Linked DNA regions of Mus musculus: region 1 is linked to region 2. Evidence: chromatin contacts called from public Hi-C data. All regions are on one chromosome and are shown on one strand. The core of a region is the stretch at or near the end of the contact, and the rest is flanking DNA. Distances in the headings are between cores, read along the strand shown. Region 1 has its middle 21 kb from the start of Gm31965. Region 2 overlaps Gucy2g (guanylate cyclase 2g).

Region 1 (6,061 bases), core at 2,432-4,931, 930 kb after region 2:
TCTGACTGTAGGTACCACTTATGAGCCTGTCCTTACAAGTGAACAGTGAGTGACAGGGGACAGGGGCAGATCAAGTCCCACCTTAACCCTTTGCACTTTTGCATCAGCCTCAAACAATCCCAAGGCTAAGGAAACATTGCCTTGCACTCTCCAAAGTGATCTTGATGGGCACTGATGTTTTTATGATTATTAATAAAATCTCGGAGGTTGGATTTTATGGGCACATGGGGACTCTAAAGAGTCACTCCTTGCCGTAGAAAGCTGTGTATTTAAGGATGATGGAGGAAATCTTAAATTAAAACGGTGGAGTGAAAAGTGGGGGTGCAAGAAACAGACGTTAAGGAATCAGCCGTGGTTCTAAAAAGATTGTGCTTGCTTGCTGTCCAGGCTTCCAGGGGCTGTGTTTCCTGGACATAGCTTACCCCAGGTAAGTGTGGCTTAGGGCTAGGCGGGTGGCCAGAAGTCCCCTTTGGGAAAGCGAGTCATTAAATAGTTGGTTTGTTTTGTATGGTCTTCTCTGCACCCTCTTCCTTGCCCTCCCTCACTTCATTCTGCCCACATACTCTTCGGGGGTTCGTGGATGGATTCACTGAAACTGTGAAATCAAAGCGACTTAAAAAGAAACCCCGTTCCTTTTTAACATCCAAATGAGAACAGGTTGAAAACCGAGACAAACTCCAGGGTTGTGATGAGCTAAACATGGGAGCATTCTGAATGAACAGGAAGAGCAGACCCCTGGCATCCGGTTACAAGTTAACTTCGTAATTCACACGGATATTAGGGAAGACATTCCTTAGAGCAGTCTAAAAGTTTAGCTCTGCTCAATGCGAGGACTCAGTCAGCATTGTTCTGTATCCTTGCTTTGGAGCGTGAGGCGAGCTAGGGGCAGCTGGAAGGAGCCTTCCCACCTCCCTGTATCTCTACGCCATCTCCCTCTCTCTTGTCAGCTTCTAGACTTCTCTGAAGTCCTATGTTTAAGCTAGAGTCCTGGAAAACTTGGTCATTACCAGTGCCTAATTACAGGATGATCAATTAACAGCAGGCCTTTAAAAACTAGGAAGCCAGTTTTGATAACGAACAGATTTGAAGGGACCAGATGACAAGGTCCTCTTCAACTAAGTCCCACCCACGCCAGCCGTGTCTTTGTTTGGATTTGGCATTCATTTTAGAAACTGTAAAACACAACATGCCAAATTGGTTGATTGGAAATAGTGCCGCTTCCCAGAGGCCAACAATCTGCTGTCTCACGCAAGAGGAGAGAAGTTGTTAGAGAAACCTGTGGGAAGAAATGGGGCCTCTGTGAGCTGGGGTGACACAGGTCCAGGGCACACCTTGGTGAAACACCTCAGCGTTCCATTCTCTGTTGTGTGTCCGTGAATTCACTCAAGTGCGTCTGCTTCTGCTTATTGTATAATTGCCTCTGCCTTTTAAAAGGGGGCGCATATATATATATATATATATATATATATATGTATATGTATTTAATCTGGGACATTGCCTTTTAAGCTGAAGTTATATAGAATATTCTCCCTTAAAGTGGAGATTGGCCATTTTAAGTAATCGAGTTAAATTTTCCTGAAGGGATAATGAATTGTTAAGGACTTTAAGAACTCAACAACATCCAATTTGCAAGTTAAAAGGGAGGAAAGGAAGGAAGGAGGGAGGGGAGGAAGATGGACGGACGGACAGACAGACAGACAGAAAGAAGGAAAGAAAGAAAAGGGAGGGAAAGAAGGGAGGGAAAAGGAAGGGAACAGAAAGAAGGGAAGCAGAGAGAGGAGAGGGGTTGCTTTGTGATTTTGAAGTCGGAGAAGCCCAGAAGAAACACTTAGCCTTTCCTTAAATAATAAATACTGTCTGCTAAGTTGTTGAACTTTAAATCCTATGATAAAGTGGTACTTGCAGAGGCTGTACACAATCAGAGTAAACAGTTTTGTTCCCATGGGATTTCTGCGTAAGAGATAGGAAAGATTGCCTTGGCAGAGCATTGTCTAATAACATACAGTAGCCACCTTCTTAGAGCACTGCAATTTTTAATTCTTGAATCACATTTTATGAAAATTGTTAGCGAGCAGGGTTCGACACGTATAGTCTCAACGCGAGCTGACTGTTCATTAAAAGACTTTACATCATAGAGAGCAGCTTAATGGGAATTGAAACAGCTCCTGTTTTTAAGGGGAGCACTAGCTAGTAGGAATGTCCCCCCTCCCCCATAAGCATTCAGAATTACCTTCTGGCTAAACAGTGAGTCGGGAGAAAAGGAAAAGAAAAAAGGGAAAAACAAAAACAAAAGAAAAAACAAAAGACGAGGACTTTCAGCCAAGACCCCATTGGCAGGTGAATAGGATTTGGAACAGCTCAGAATTTGAGCTTCTGGTGTTTTGTGAGCTACTTGGTCTGGTTTGCTTTATCCAGGAGTGCTTCTAGATTTTAAAGCATCCTTGCTTGTTGCAAAGATAAATAAATAAACATCCAGGCATTCAGGGAGAGTTTGACTTCACTTTCTCTTTTCCTCATTAGCGTCTGTTTGGATCTCCTCCTTGCCCCTTCGAAGCTTTTCTGCTGGAAGCTGATGCTTTTTAGAAGAGAAGGAAACGCAAAACAAACAGGAGTTTAGAAGCAAGCATCCTTGCACCTTGGGTTGGGTGGGGCTTCCTGTGAATGTATTTAGAAAGGAACACAAGTCTTTCTTAGCCAGCATTTATGAGGCCCTACCACTGGGGCCACTGGTAATGAGAAAGAGGCATGGCTTTGATTTACTATTGTCGTTTAAATAGATTTAAATCCACTGAAATGGTTTTGTTCCAATTCTTCTATCCATTTTTTCTCAGTTCACCGACTTCTCAAAAAAGCCTTTCCCAGTGTTCCTGACAGTTCCCTGCTCTGCAGAGGCGACTGGGTGAGAAAGTTTTGTGCTTTTTTTTTTTTTTTTTTTTTTTTTTCTTTGTCTTGCTTTTCCACTCCTGCAACCCTCTGAGGCCCCAGGGAAATCCTTAGTGTGCACTTGGCCAGTATGGACCGATATAAATAAAATACAAATCAAAGGCATCGTTTCGCTGGCTCCTTTAGGTTTCTAAGGCAGAAAAAAACGTTCTGATCACTGAAGCCATTTCAGGGCCCGAAATTAGAAAGTAATAAAAAATATCACACTCTCCCTGGTGGGCAGTGCATTTAATTGGCTCCCCAGCAGGGGTCCAGCTCTTGAGTCAGAAGTGCTTACTGTGTGGATCCCTGCTTTGGAAGGACTACATGCAAACACTACCAAACAAGTTTTTTTTTTTTTTTTTTTTTTTTTTAAATCAGCAAATGAAAACAGGAACACCAAAGGGAAATTCAGAGATGGCTGGAGAAGTGCTGTAGAGCGCAAAGGAAGAAAGATGCACGTATTCTGAATTTATTTAAAAATTACCTACATGGGATAAGAGGGTAACTTTATATGTTTAAGTCCTTTGGGATCCTCCCTATGACCCCATTTGGAATCTTTTAAACTCTAGCAACATGATGTTTTTACATAGAAAATCGACCACGTTCGAACACTTCTGGATGTTTGAGGTTTGCCTTTTAAAAGCTGATTTTTGGGTCACTCCTAGCCTAAGCAGGACACTCTTGACGCTAGAGGAGGGATCTGGACGCCCGGAAGGGTTAGGATGGTCCCCAGCTTCCAACGACTGCAGACCTTACAGCCTGGTGCTGTGCTGCCACCTTCTGTCCCAGCTACTGCGGCGAGAGGCAGCTCCGCTCTGAGCTGGTTCCTTGAGCTTTCAGTGAGGCAGGTTCCATGGATCCTGCCTGTTCCCAAAGCTGAAATGTCGGCTCCAGGCCTGGGGTTTGGCTTCTTGTAATGGCCGCTTTCAGAACAAATATTCAGCTTGCCTCCTTTCTCTGCCTCTTCCTTCCCGCCCCGTTCCAGATCTGGAAGTTTCCACAGGTAGGAGAAATGGAGATGAAAGGGAAAGAAAGGCAAGGCTTTTTTTGCTTCAAACGCTGCAGATGCCTGTCTATATCATTGAGCTGAGTGAGATGGAGGAGCAAGGAAGGGGCCTTGACAGGCAGGGCCAGATCTAGCGCCCCGGGAGAGGTATTCCCAGGAATGAGCCATTGGTTGAGATATTTAAAACTTAAGTGGACAAAACATTAGACCCTTCCCCACAGGGAACAAGGCTACAGTGGCTCTAGGGACCTAACCCTGGTGAGCACAAAGCCCTTCCCAACTCTACTTTTTTTTTTTTTTTTTTTTATGATTTCTCAATTGACTTCCCATTCTATAAAAAGTATTATGTTTCTGCTGAAAAAATCCAACGGCTCTGACATTCGGTCTGAGGTCAGGCTGGCTTCAACACAGTTTCATTTCTGTGGAGCATTAAAATGCCCCTGTATCTACTTTCTTTGAGCAAAGGGCAAGTGAATTCACATAATTAAACCTATAAATACATATTTTAGACAGGAGATTGGGGGGATCCTTCCTTGACTACCGGCCAAAGCATGATGCTCAGAGTACCTGGGACCTGCCAGGGGGTCCTTGGCAAACCCCCAGCCACTCCTGACCCACCAGTTTTAATTTGCTTGTCTCACTGGTCAGGGTGGCGGTATCCAATGTCCATTTTGAAGCTCAGGGCAAGACTGTGAGGCCGGAAGAGTTAACTTAGTTTGCCTTCCTTGCCACAGTTCCCTGGGTAGATTTTATGTTCTATACTAGATAGCAAAAGACAAAGAGAGCGGGGAAGAGGCGACATATGTCACCTTGCTTAGAGGATCTTCTCTGGGGTGGCTTGGTTCTGCTATGAAGCTGATCACAAGGTGCCCATTAATTGCCAGGAATTGAGTTTGGACCCAGTGGGGCAAAGTGGAATAAGCCCATTAGGAGAAATCTCTCCAGAACTTTGAACTGTTCTCAGGGAAAAGTTTAAAATCCCACACTCTTTAAGACATCACGTGACTTGGCCCCATCCTATGCCTGCCCTCGAGGCTCTGAGGCTCCTGAAGGCTGGGCCTCCTCTCCTATCCTTGGGAACTAAGTATTGTATTCTTCAGAGCCTGCCTGTGTGCTCAGCCCAAATCCACGGAGCCTCCTCCCCAGCCCTCTCACCTCATCAGCCTGTCTCCTCATCTTCCAGTTCCCAGCTAAGAAGTCACATGTAGAGGGAAGGCTTCCCAGAACTTTGAGCCTGGGTCAGGCCTCTGGAGCGTTTCTTGGCTCCCTTGGCTCTGGTCCCACCAGAACACATGTCATAAAGACAAGACAGGAGGCCAAAACTGGTAACACACTGTTGGCCTCCTCGAGAGAAATGCTCAGACCAAGCAGGCACCTCGCTCGCACTGTTTGTAGGCCTTGCTCCCCAGGCCTTTTACTGAGTTGTTACTGATGCTGTAGCTCTAGGGTGGGTTGGTTAGTAGTAGGCTGGATTAGCAAAGTTCATCACTCAGGTAAGGCAAAGGGCAGCTCTTGCAGAAATAGCAGTGGCAGGCTCCACCTGGAAGGGCTTCCTACAGGAAGTAATTTCCCAAAAAGAAAGATTTTTTAAATTATTTTATTTTGTGGAGAAGGTTCTCTGGGCAGTTTCCACAGAGCATGCCCCTGAGCACCGGACCGTTGTTTCCATGTCTTAGGATGAAACAATGCATAGCTGTGGTAAGAAATCTAAGCTGTATGGAGCTGTAAAAGACTAAGATATCAGTGCCTCTCTTAGCTTCCACACAGTCTGCGCTGTGTGGGGAGCCGTTAGGAGCCCTGTTGTGTTTTCTTCCCCCTCAAGATCATTATTATTAGTAGTAGTACTTTTTTACAATCTTTGCCCCAAGTCGTGGGCAAGAGGTGTTTTATTCCACACAAAAAGGGTGTATTGATAAAGTCCCTGGAAGGGGCTGAAGTCCTTTTACTTAGCTGGGGCTCTTGGGCAAGTATGGTGGTGTTTGTAGTCAGTGTTTGTGTCCTATGAACCATGGGTGATTCAGTAAGGCTGCTGTGATCTATCTAGCACATCTCCCCGCTCTAGGCAGTAGAGGTCTCCATCCCATGACACCCATGTTACAGGAACCGAGATTACTGGGTCTGTCACTTAAG
Region 2 (6,920 bases), core at 2,682-5,181:
AAAACCCTGGAGATCTTGAAGGGATGGTAGGCGTTTTGCCTGTTGCCATGCACCAGGCCTGTCACTAGCCACAGCCCCCCATAGATTTGTGGTCATCAGGCACATAAGGGCAATGCTCCAAGCCCCTCTACAGGTAGAGGATGTAACCTGTGGTCATGTAGACTCAAGACAGGTCTCCATTTTAATGAGGTACCAAGAGGTCTGGAGGGCTTAGCTAATAAGCTTTGTGCCCACATTTCTCCCTGCCAAAGGTATTTAACATCAGGCCCACCCTGAGAAGGGAGGGGGGGACACAGTCTTACTCATCCACTTTCCACCATGACAATAAATGTCTCAAAATCATGGACTACCTCTTTTCATCAGGATCTACTGTGGGGAGCCATGGAGAAAGCTTTCACCTATAGACCCACCATCTAATCTTCCATAGAAGGCCTCTCTATGTTCCCAGCCACAACCAAGGCAAGCTCAAGCCTGCTGCTGCCATCAAGCCAAGAACTCCCACCATGGGACCACTCCTCCCTCTTTCCCCCTCCCCCAAGCCCTGGGCTAGATCCAGCCCACTCCACTCTCAGCTCTTCTGCAGCTCCCAACAGTGCCTAGGTGTCCAAGAGCCTGAGAACCAAACGGCCCCTGGCCTCATTGCAGGCCTGGGACCCCCAGACTGAGCTTCCCCACCCCCAAACCCTGGAGCAGTGTCCTGGGGCTTCCCAATGGCCTAGCACCCACCCAGTGACAGTGGTGGGTAAGGGTGGTCTAACTTCCTGCATCCTGCCTCCCCGAGCAGCTGAGCCCTGTGGCAGAGCAGACATGGGACACATAACCCTACACTCTTCCATCTCCTTCTCACTCTGGGGGACCATGTCTATATGGCCCCTTTGTGTAACACTGTACAGGCCATATCTGCTATCTCCCACTTAGCCTGGATCATACCAACAAAAATGAGATCCACAAATCTAAAGGTAGCAGCTTTGAGCTTCCCAGGATCTGAAAGACATACACTCAGTACTGGCCACTGCCTCCTTTCAAACATCTTTTCTGCGAGATTAAAATAATGGGCTGGGCGTGGTGGCGAACGCCTTTAATCCCAGCATTTGGGAGGCAGAGGCAGGTGGATTTCTAAATTCGAGGCCAGCCTGGTCTACAGAGTGAGTTCCAGGACAGCCAGGGCTACACAGAGAAACCCTGTCTCGAAAAAAACCAGAGAGAGAGAGAGAGAGAGAGAGAGAGAGAGAGAGAGAGATTAAAATAATGGGCAAAGAACGGATATTCATAGCAATGCAGTGCGAGTGTGGAGGACAGAGGAAACCTCAGTTGTCATTCCTTAGCCACTGTGCACCTTGGTGTTTGAGGCAGACTCTCTCACTGGCCTGTGAATGAAGATGCTTGGCCGTCAGATCCCAGCACTCTGCCTCACTCTGCCTCCGTGGGGCTGAGAATTTAGCACCACGAAGCCCTGCTTATTCCTACATGGATTCTGATGATCAAATTCAAGTCTTTCAGTTTGCGAGGCAATCACTTTACTGACTGAGTCATCTGCAGCCGCCACCCAGTGACTCCGGACAAGCGTGCACATTTGTGGCTAATCAAGACCCTTCCGGAGAAGATGGACAGAAATCAAGCATCGGGGTTCTGCCATGGATTGAGACGAGCTGAGAGGTGGTCTGTCCTCAGCCTGGAGACAGCAGATGGGGAGTCTGTGCATCACAGCCCAGGGCACCTCGGCTCACCTTGTATACATCATGGCTCTGTATCGTGTGGTCAAACAAGCTGTACAGGTCGTTGAGGAGCTTCACCACTTGCAGGGGGGAGCTGAGGGAACACAGCTTTGTGAACCCCACGATGTCAGAGAAGAAGATGGTGACAGACTCAAAGTGTTCCGGTTCTACAGACTTTCCGGCTATTAGCTGTTCTCCCACGAAGCTGAAATCAGAGAAAGGGTAGATGGGTCTTAACAAACTCATGCTTGTTTCCGCTTCCAAGGCTCTTGGCAGAGCCGACCCTCTGCAGCCCCTTCGGCTTTGGTGAGCTAGGTTTTTACTTATTAAATTTGCCATATAGAGGGACTTAATGACACGCATTTATTCACTTGGTGTTTTCTCTACAGAGATTTTTAAGTGGTGGCTGTAATCCGCAGGAAAGGGTGGAAATCGGGGACAGGTCACAGCCCATAGGTTGAGAACTACTGCTCTAGAAAGGTATGGGCCATTAATCTCAGCACTCAGGAGACAGAGGCAGGTGGATCTCTGTGAGTTCAAAGACAAACTTGTCAACACAGTCAGCTCCAGGGCAGCCATGGTTACATATTGAGACCCTATCTCAAAATAAAGAAAATAAATAAATATTCCCCTCTTCCACTCTTCTGGTGACATGCAAATGCACAAACATTTCAAAAGTAAATGCTTCCATCTGGAGGTCAGAGGATGCATAGGTGGAAAGAGAAACAACGTTGAAGCTTTTTTTTTTTTTTTTTTTAGTTGATGCCACAGGCACATTCTGAGCTAGACAAAGGAGACATGAAGCTAGCCTGCCATCTAGTGGCTATATCCTGTTACTGCATTCACCACTTTCCACATAAACCACACTTGAATTTTCTGTGGTTTGTTTGCCTGTGTTTTCATTAATAAGGTGAATCGACTTGCCAACTTTTGCACATACATACGTACATACACACATACATACATATACATACATACGTACGCATATGCATATATATGTATGTATATATATATATATATATATATATATATATATCCCTTCCTCAGTCCCTCCCTCCATCTCTCTCCCCCTCCCCCCCCCCTTCTCTCCCTGCTTGGCCCCCTTTTACAAAGCTTGATATCCTCTTAGAAAAAGAACAATGGAAATATGTTGCGTTAATTTTTTTTATATAAACCCATTGCACATTATCGCGGGTTACAATGTGCATTGCTATTGATATGCGGGTGAGGGCAGGCAAAGATAAGGCTAGAAGCCTCTGATTGGGCAGTGGGAAAAGAAGGCGGGCTGAGAGTTTTAGAGATGAGACAGAGAGGGACAGAAGAACAGAGAAGATCACAGGTAGCTATGAATGTCATAGGAAAGATGGATTAATATACAGGACAATTTGTCCAGTCTAGGTTGGCTCTCAGTTCATTGTGTGGGCATTTCGTGGGTTGAGAATTTACTGATATAAATCTGACTGATAAATTACAAGCCTCTAGAGTTTTACTGGGTTACAGGGATTTATGACAGCTAGCCACAGTGGTTGGATGACAGAAAACTGTGCAAACTGCGGGAATGAACCGCGGGAATGGAGCCGGAGAGTAGCAGGCGATAGCAAGGATTGCTTATTTTTTAATTATTACACACAACAGAAATATTTTTCCTGCTCAGAGACACTAAGACAGGGCAGCTTATCATCCTCGGGTTGTTTTTGGCCTGCCCAACACTGCTCCTAAATACCTTGGCAACATGGTAGACAGGAGTTTCTCCACCTTTCTTTTCTCTGCCACCAACTCGCGGGTCCGCTCCTCTACCACTTCCTCCAGGTGATTGGCGTACGTTTCCAGCTTCCCCATCATGCTATCCAGGATGCTCACGTGGCTTTAAAAGAACGCACGTGTTAGCGTGCTCTCCCAGGAACCATCGGACCACAGTGAACACACAACTCCTAAATACCTATCCCACAGAGACATTTCTTGCCTTAGTTAGGGTGTGCTACTGAGGACTGCCCGTGGCAGTAGCGAGTCCCCGGCCCTGAGCTGAAGCGGCGCCCTTGGTTCCTCTGGGCCTCAGTTTACTCCTCTGAAAAATGTACCTTGTGTGCGGTTTTCTTAGGATTTCTGGGCGCGAACGTGTATAAACTGCCTAGGGGTGAGTCTGGCGGCCAGCAGACATTCAACAGTGGACTTGGATGACTCGTCTTCACTTCCCAGCATGCTCCTTGCCATGGTCACAACGAAGCCAAAAGGTACAGACTGCAAACTGGGACATTTCTCAGACTGCCCAGCATGGATCTGCGGGACTGCATTCCAGAAATGCCCCCCATGAAGTTGCTTATGCTGCTCACCTTTTAGATGAGAAGACTAAGACTCAGGTAGGAAATACGTTTGTCTTAATGTTGGGATCATATTGTCTGAGTAAAAAGTCAAGGACATATCTACCAATCCAAGATACATTATGTTAGTTGGCAAAGTATACATATATTGAAACATTATATTTTTATACCATTAGTACCGATATTTCATGTACATTAAGATAATATAAAAATCAGCAATTAAAAAACTATTGTGACCTGGAGAAGAACACAGGCTTGTTATGTTAACCATGCCAAGTTAACAATTTTCTTTTAATTTCTTAAAAGATTTATTTATTTATTTATTTATTTTATGTTTATGAGTACACTGTAGCTCTCTTCGGACATACCAGAAGAGGGCATCAGATGCCATTAGATGGTTGTGAGCCACCGCTTGGTCCTGGGTATTGAATTCAGGACCTCTGGAAGAGCAGCCAGTGCTCTTTCCCACCGAGCCATCTCTCCAGCCCCACAATACCAAGATAAATGAACAAATTAGAAGTAAACACTTTCGAGCCAGGGTTCTTTCTGCCTCCTCAAGTTAAAGTTAAACATTTAATGTGTATTAAATATTATAGCCTCCAGTTCAGGAGTAGTGACGCGCACCTTTAATGCCAGCACTGGGGAGGTAAAAGCTGCCATGAGTCTAGGTCAAGCTTGGTCTACATAGGGAGGTCCTAGGGAGTTCCAAGCCAGACAGAGCTACGTAGTAAGAATGTGTCTCAAAAAAAAAAAAAAAAAAAGGAAAAAAGAAAAAAGATACTATCATGGGGGTGGAGAGATGGCTTGGTGGTTAACAGTGCTTTCTACTTGGTTGCCAGCATCCAAAAAGGCAGCTTACAACTGACTGTAAGTCCAGTTCCCGGGAATCTGACACCAACTTCTGGCATCTACTGACACACATACACATAAATAACTACTGTTTTAGATGGTACTATCAGCCTGATATGTAAGATGCTGGTACTGTAAAGGGGATTTGAGAGGTAGGTTCGATAACCAACTGCAAGGTTGGGGTTAGCCCAGTGGTAAGCCCTTGCCGAACACACACGAGGCCCTGGATTTGACCCTCACTCAGCTCTGTAGAAGAAAACAATTCAGTGATAATCTGGAGTTGGTACGTGACTTTTATCATATTGTCCAACACCAAATCAGTAGTTAGGATCCTTAGAATAAGAATTTGAAAAATATACTAAGGCAGTGTCAAAATGGCCTGGGGAAAAGCCTTGACTGATGAGAGATGTCTGAATGGGCCCATGGCATTGCTAATGTCTGTTCCTCGTTCACAAAATGGACAGAACACTTGAGCACTCCACCTGAGCCAGCGTGTAGAACTTTGCATATGGTGGACTTTAAGTGGAAATATGATGACGGGAGAGAAGAGAGAGGAGGGGGGAAGATGGAGAAGAGCCACGAGAGGAGGAGAGAGAGAAGGAGGCAGGGAAGGAAAGGAATGGAACAGAAGGGAAGGGGGTGGGAGGAAGGGAAGTAGGGGGGGGGAGAAGAGTCATACAAACTGTTACAACAACATAAATGAACACTGAGTGCATCTGACTAAATAAAGGGAGCTGGTGTGAAAGGGGGTGTGCACATGATCTGGTAATTAGGTCTAGAAAAGCAAAATTATAGTCTGGGTGTGGCTGAGAGTTTTGGAGAGGGTTGAATAGGCGACATGATTTTTTTTCCAATTCCCAATGGCTACATTGGAGAAGGAATAATCTACTGCACATTTAACTTACCCTCTGGGACTGGCTTCTCGTAACGTCTTCTTGATGGAAGGGAAGATGGGCCTTAGCTCTGGAGATTCATCCCAGCACTCCCTCACTAGGGCCACAATCCTTCCATCACCTTTATCCTCCAACAGGGACGGCCGAAGCGGAACGGGTGCCCGGGGGTCTTTGATGCGGCTGATGATTTCTGAAACCCATGAGGGGTTTGGATAAGCAAGCTAGTCTGATCACTCAAGACACAACTGTCTAAATAGTGACGGCATCCTCCAGCTTAAAAGCAAAGTCAAAATAAGCAATATATTTGAATTTCAGGATGATCTAGAGGTGCACAGGTGTTCTAGATCCTTCTAGAAAAGTAAAGAGTCCAGTGGAAATGTAGACACGACCTCTGACCCATCAGTTTCCAAACTGAGGCTTTTTAAAGCAGACCCCTTCTGAGTGACCTCACAAATCTAGAGGCATGTGGTGCTGAGTCTCCAAAGTGTGCGTCATGCAACTTTGTATCCCATGCTTCATAAAAGTGGCTTTAATGAATAAAAGGCTACTGTCTCCCTGTCTGTCCAGTTTTGTAAACCTGCTTCCTTTCCCTTCCCTGTCCAGCTTCCAGCAGCATTTGTTAAGGATTTCATTCCCACCTTTTAAAAAAGAAAATATTTTGAGAGTAATGCATACATATCTTAACATAAAAATACTATGTTGCAGAATATAAATGAACAACAAATGCATGCTACTAAGCAGAGAGCGCCCTGGAAGAGTGTGTGTGTGTGTGCATGTGCGTGTCTGCATGAGCTGGCAATGAGGTCGAGAAAACCAAACTCTAGTCTGGATATGGCTGAGAGCTTTGGAGATGGTTGAGTAGGTACATGGGAACCTTGTACCTACTTGGGTACATGCTGTTTGACAGTGTGATGACAGACAGACACACAGGCACTGTTGGGTAACAGTTGCATTTAAGAAATTAAAAAAATTGCTTTAAAAAATATATGTGAATCAGGACATGAGAGAAGCTGGAAATGGGATTTGGGACAAAAGGGAAGAGTCTAATGGTGCCATGTGTATGTGACTTTGCTAAAACTAGGGCAGGAGAAAGTGGGGTGCCTCCACAGTGCCTGAAATAAGGCAAGACGACAAAAGGAGCTACT

The links. A called contact is a pair of places that touch in the nucleus more often than the background predicts.
Region 1: a contact with region 2 is called in a Hi-C map of the N1E-115 cell line, with 6 times the contacts expected there. The contact joins two enhancer-like sites. A contact is called at or near these places in 8 of 484 Hi-C or Micro-C datasets (the N1E-115 cell line, Sertoli cells, cardiomyocytes and 4 more) and 1 of 9 other capture datasets (embryonic stem cells).

What each region holds. Positions count from the first base shown.
Region 1 is chr19:56,130,625-56,136,685 of GRCm38.p6, forward strand. No RefSeq gene overlaps it. Among named protein-coding and RNA genes, the nearest start is that of Gm31965, 21 kb to the right of the region's middle. Within about 2 kb of position 3,682, at least 44 of the 459 cell types and tissues checked have an H3K27ac peak or open chromatin away from gene starts, as enhancers often do. A contact at or near this core is called in the N1E-115 cell line, where this site is marked.
Region 2 is chr19:55,204,425-55,211,344 of GRCm38.p6, forward strand. It overlaps Gucy2g (guanylate cyclase 2g), which reads right to left. Exons shown (of 21, transcript NM_001081076.3): 15 at 5,788-5,965; 16 at 3,439-3,579; 17 at 1,728-1,920. Among named protein-coding and RNA genes, the nearest start is that of Mir6715, 15 kb to the left of the region's middle. Within about 2 kb of position 3,932, at least 8 of the 459 cell types and tissues checked have an H3K27ac peak or open chromatin away from gene starts, as enhancers often do. A contact at or near this core is called in the N1E-115 cell line, where this site is marked.